Linked DNA regions of Drosophila melanogaster: region 2 is linked to region 1. Evidence: chromatin contacts called from public Hi-C data. All regions are on one chromosome and are shown on one strand. Each heading gives the region's core, a stretch centred on a gene start, on an enhancer-like site or on the middle of the called end of the contact. The rest is flanking DNA. Distances are from core to core; before and after follow the strand shown. Region 1 holds the start of Sema1a (Semaphorin 1a). Region 2 holds the start of CG31886.

Evidence for each region. Hi-C and Micro-C count contacts between places; a contact is called where the count stands out from the background.
Region 2: a Hi-C map of the Kc167 cell line shows a contact between it and region 1, with 4 times the contacts expected there. The contact joins the promoter of CG31886 here to the promoter of Sema1a in region 1. A contact is called at or near these places in 7 of 107 Hi-C or Micro-C datasets (the Kc167 cell line, the S2 cell line and embryo) and 4 of 6 datasets of contacts at active chromatin or transcription factors (the Kc167 cell line and the S2 cell line).

The regions. Positions count from the first base shown.
Region 1 is chr2L:8,540,722-8,543,573 of dm6, reverse strand. Sema1a (Semaphorin 1a) reads right to left here and starts at 1,427. Exons shown (of 22, transcript NM_135399.5): 1 at 1,362-1,427. It overlaps CG17834, which reads right to left. Exons shown (of 6, transcript NM_164827.2): 6 at 2,135-2,852. The coding sequence ends at 2,338. It overlaps tRNA:Asp-GTC-1-4 (transfer RNA:Aspartic acid-GTC 1-4), which reads left to right and starts at 1,951; the gene lies at 1,951-2,022. It overlaps tRNA:Asp-GTC-1-5 (transfer RNA:Aspartic acid-GTC 1-5), which reads right to left and starts at 1,813; the gene lies at 1,742-1,813.
Region 2 is chr2L:8,957,540-8,960,372 of dm6, reverse strand. CG31886 reads left to right here and starts at 1,322. Exons shown (of 2, transcript NM_001103659.3): 1 at 1,322-1,495. The coding sequence starts at 1,396. It overlaps CG9525, which reads left to right. Exons shown (of 2, transcript NM_001273341.1): 2 at 1-1,118. The coding sequence ends at 55.

The DNA of each region.
Region 1 (2,852 bases), core at 178-2,677:
TTATATCCTTGTCGAATATCCGGAAATTAACAAGAAAATATCTTGAAAAATAATATTTTACAAGAAACCAAATTTCGTTTTATGCAGCGTTTCTACCGGCGATTTATCCAATATTTTTGTTTATTTATTAATGCTGTTTTCAGATATTTTCCAACCGGAGCAACAACGCGCTGCAGCAGCGCGGGCGTTAAATTTTCGAATGAAAAGGGAACTCGCACGAAAGAGAGTTCAGTCTCAAATGGCACTTTCTCTGGCGCTAGGGCATTTTCCGCGCGTTAGTGCGTTTTCCAGCGCTGACTGCGAAGTCGCGAACGGTCACTTTTTCGGTTCTCTTTTTCTCTCTCCTCTCTTCTCTTAACAGCTGGTCAACAAACAATATGCAAATTAAAAAAAAAAACAATAAGGATAATTATTTTATTGACCTAAATATTAAACTAAGAGCGTGCTACTAAAAATTTATATAAAAATTGCAGGCCATAACACCATGTTATTTATATTACCGAATTTTATTGGAAAAAATGTTGTCTATGGCAAATTGAAAACATTAAAAAATATTAATAAATTTTTATCTAAAATTACTCAAACGATAAAATGCTTGAGCTCTTTTATTTGTTCACGCAAAATTGGAAAACACATACACGGTTAAGTTTCTTATTTCATAAACATATTAGTTTCTTGTGTCCTTTAGAAGGAACACGCTTAAAGAGAAATTTTAAAATGAGAGGCTCTCTTCAATAAGCCCTCTCCTCTCACTATTTCCTTTTCGTTGACTGAAACTCCCCCTCAATATAATCGGCCGCTTTAAACTCTTATTCTCCCTCGCGATACTTAAAATAATTAATTTAGTTATTCAAAAAAAATCAAGAATATTTTGAAAATTATGGAAAATACATAGTTTCAATTCAAATAGAAAATAGAAATAATGTTTGAAATTTCCGTCGTTCCGCTCTCAGTGGGCGCGGGTGAGACTGCGCCTGTCAAGGGCGTTTGTGTACGAATTTTGAATATCAACAATCTGAGGGCACGTGTAGAAAAAAATTTTTAAAAATTATATATTAGGAGAACACTTCTATAATCAGAAACCATATTTAGTCACCAAAAATAGTTCTTCTCGAATAATAAATACGTTTGGTACCTGGTACCTAATTGAAACCTGGCAGCTCTACACTCTTTTCCTATTAGGTTCTCTCTTAAAACGCGCTCTCTGTTTTGCCGGCCGTTTATATGTATTGCTTTATTTATAATTTACAATTTAACCAATTCACTTGGACACGCTTCTTATTCATATTTGTTTAATTCACAACTTAATAAATTATTAGGGCACTCTACGAAATATATTGTTTATGTTTTTATATGAGCACCTTGCAAATAAAACAACTAGAATGTTTTGTTGTACAAACAACACACACGCCAATACGAATGAAAACTGGTCGACTAGCGTTGCCATTGGGAATTTCTACAGCCAGTGCTACCATATTGGGTGGTAAGCTAAATGGGTCCGGCTTACAGTTACCCCTTAACAAAACTTATATACCCGTTGAAATGTGTTTCATTATATATCACTTCCAGGATGACCTAATTAAATATACATGTTTGACGTTTTTTTAAGCTATATGGTGCAATTTTTTATTTTAATTTGTTGGTCTGAAACATGTATTGCATTACTTAAATTTTGAAATTAAAAAATTAAAAAATTAAATTAATAAATTAAAACAATCAACAAAAAGTAATTTTTACATCTCTCCCCGACGGGGAATTGAACCCCGGTCTCCCGCGTGACAGGCGGGGATACTAACCACTATACTATCGAGGATGTTGTCTACCCACTGTCAAACAACCGTCTCGAGCTTGCACACTGTCTTCAGAGTACAAATGGGGAACAGATGAAATTGAAACAAGCATTCACACTCCGCAAACGGAAAACCCGAGTTTGACTCACTTTGTATAACATCCTCGATAGTATAGTGGTTAGTATCCCCGCCTGTCACGCGGGAGACCGGGGTTCAATTCCCCGTCGGGGAGATAAGTGCATTTTTTTTCAAGCTCGCATTTATTTCTTTTAAAATGGTACAAATAGATATCGTTTAGATTTTTATAAAGATTTATTAAGTAGGATCTTTAATCGCTGTTTTTTGTGGTAAAATACAATTTATTTTGTAATATCAATCATTAATTCAAAATGAAGTACATCTGAATACTGAGGAATTGTTTGGACAAGGTCATTGCTTAGAAGATAATACAGAAAACGCATAAGCAGGTACTAAAGGCTAATAAATTTAAAACATTAAAAACATGGACAAAGTGATTAACAAATAAATATGTATATCTGCAGTGCGACTAGTCAACCTGCTTGCCCTCGTCGCGATTTCGTTTGAAGGACACGGAATGAATAAGTAAGGGCGGTAGATTGCCACGCAGCATCTGGAGTCGTTTGCTCTTCTCCTTCTCTGGCCGTCGCAGTTCGTCCTTGGAGGACCCGGGCGAGGCAGAGGACGAGGCCATCGATGGCGACATGGAGGCCAGTGAACTGGCGCCGGGCAGCACCTCAGAGCTCTGGGTCAATAGCATGGCAGATCGACGGAAGTAGCGCGGCATGGAGTAATCATCCTGTGTGGCCCGAGCAGCATTCGCCGTTTGAATGGAATAGAGACTCTGCGATACCCGGTACTTCTCAATAGTGGGCGTGTCCTCGTAGTTCTTAGGCAGATTACTGAACGATATCGATGGCACCTCCGGCGTCATGCTGATCTGACTGCTTCCGGTCATCGTACCGCTAATGGAGAATATATCCGTCTCACTGGCCGACGAACGGACATTCATGTGCGGAACGCTCTTGGCGGATCGCAGGATCC
Region 2 (2,833 bases), core at 73-2,572, 420 kb before region 1:
GCGAGAAAACGACCAAAACATTGAAACATTGAACATTGAAGTTATTTCGGTGTAACTAATGATAAATTTAGTTATCTAACTATATACTTTTGGGTTATAATCCAAGTGATTTGAACAATATAAGCTTAAAGCACTAGGTGCCATCCATATATCAACATTATTAAAACCAGGGTTATCTCAATTTTACCTTCTCAGGTAAACCTTGCTAAAAGCAATCACAGATAGTGACACAATCAGACCCATAAGTTACTGAGTTATCCATTTTACCATTATCCGGACAGCTCCCAGTCACTCTTGTTCTCGACTGGAATGGGACAATTTCATTGTTTAAAAATTTAATTGTTATCTACTTCAGCGTGCATACGTATGTACAAGCCAATGCACAATATTCACAATATGTTTCTACTTTGACTTATATACAATACATTGACCTATAAAATGAGAATAATTTCTTAAATCTACAACCAATGTAACACCTAGAAGCAAATAATGTCAAACCCATATTGAATTCAGCCTGCATTTACGTTGCAAAACTTTCCACCCTTACAATAAAATAATTGACAGTAGATAAGATTAACAGTGCTGTAAATCCCTAATTTATTTGATATCTAGAACTCTCAAGTCGCTTATACTAAGCGGGATGCGTCAAGAAATAATTTTATCTTTGTTTGCATGTAGGTGAAAAATGACAGGTGTCACACAACACTGAAGAACTTTGTCGTCGGACCCCGGAAAATAAATCTTATATCTTATATCTTTATACAATGCTATTAGCTATGCCATTAGTTTGCAAAGCGGAAATGAAAGCACTTATCTAATTCTTGGGACTGCGGAAGTTGTGTTGGGTCCCATATTATATATCCAATCAATATGTCGAATCGTCAGATAAATTGATACTTGTGCCCAGGTTGAAAGCCAGAACTTCTGCCTCATGATTGGCCGCTTATCATTTGAAAGGCTATGTTTTGTCTACTTATTAACATTGTTTACTAATTCATTATGATAATGGGCCGTCGGCGACTATCAGTATCAGTTCAGATGAGGACAGGCACTCCCGAGGCACAGTGGCGTAATTTAAAGTTTTCACTATTATATTTATATAAATTATATTGCAGTTTATTAGGACCTAAAATCAATAAACTATAAAGTATTTATAAAATTGTTTCTTTTTTTTAGATACCTTTTATTGAATTCGATTTTCGCAATGTTTTTTTTGATTTAATGAACCAGTGTGCGACGACTGTTTGCACTAAGCGTCATCGTTATCCCAAACAGTTGGCTCTGTCCCGATTTGGATTATATTCATTTCATTAGTTCGCTGCGATAATTCGCAGCCGTCGGTTCAGCTCTGTCTTCATTTTCACTCCTTTAAAGAAATTTAATTAAATATCCAGCATGTCCAACAAAAAGATGTTCAACAGGACTACGTCAGTAAGTCCTGGACAGTTGCATTATTATCACACGGATTTCTATTACTCAATGCCGGATTTGCATAGTAAGTATTGGGGGGAATTAGATGCAAGTTGTCCTTTTATAAGTTAAGGACATTTTGGAGCTACCATATATATGGTTAACTTATACGAAAATCTAAAAAAAAAAAAATGAAAGTGAAGCTTTAAAAAAATGTAAACTCCAAAAATGTATTTATTAAATAGGCTGAAGCCACCAAATATAAGTCATCAGAAGTTTTTATTTCTCCTATTTTTTTATTTTAAAATACATATATTAATTCCAATAATTTTTCCTTAAACTTAAATTAATTATATGTAACACATGTTTTATTTTTTTTTCAAATACTAAACAAATAAATGAAATTATTAAATAAATATAATAAATTCCTAATCCTCCCTACTTTATTTTTCTCAATTTAAGATTTATGTTCGTCACAATCATAAATTCCCGCCTTCAAGTTAGCCGAGTTGCAAACCTACTTTTTCAGCGCAGCCAACTTCACTTCACATGAGTTTCCCTAGTAGTATTTTTCTCGTTCTCTTAAGAGAGAGCAACCACTCAAACAAATCTTAATTATATTTCACTATAAGTCGTAACATTTCTTCTTAAAATAAGAAGAATAAAACCGATATTTAATTTGAATGAAAACCAGAATAACAAAATCATTCTAAACTCACAATTTTTAATAAACTTAGCAAATATATTTTTTATACGAAGTTGAATTTTTTACAGTGCACGCTTAAAACAAAGAGCACAGAGAGCGTCTACAGTTGTTTGGGGTTAAAATTTCCACTCAGTCAGTTTCCCGTCTCATTTCTTGGATTGCTTTGTAGTGAACTGAATCGTTTTGTTGGTTCCTCTGTCGTCCAGTCTTGTGAAAATTTCGTGATAATAATGCCTGGATAAATATTTAAGCATTTGGAAAACGGGGGAAAAAGGTCTAAGTTGTGTGAAGGAGACAATTGAAGTGACCCTTTATTTATAAACATTCCACGACGTGTTTCGAAAACAAACAAAGATATGCGGAAACAAAGTGTTAATAAAAGAGTGAAAAATAGAGAGAGTGTCGCGATAAGCGGTTGAGCGAGATAGAGAAAATTGTTGATTAAAATGTGTGTCAAAATAAAACATCAAACCGCTTGAACGAACAGTCAGTTAGTTGCTTCTGATAATAACCATGGGAAGCGGCACGTGTGCTTCGCTCCTCGGACTTATAAAATATTTAAACGTATGCATTCTTCTAATTTCGGATATATGCTCACCTGAGCGACTTTGTTAAACCGCAAATAGCAATGCAAACAAAGGAATAGAAACTGAAATCGACAACTACATGTGAAATTCACAAATCAAATCGCAATTGTCATCCCAAAGATATAGAACA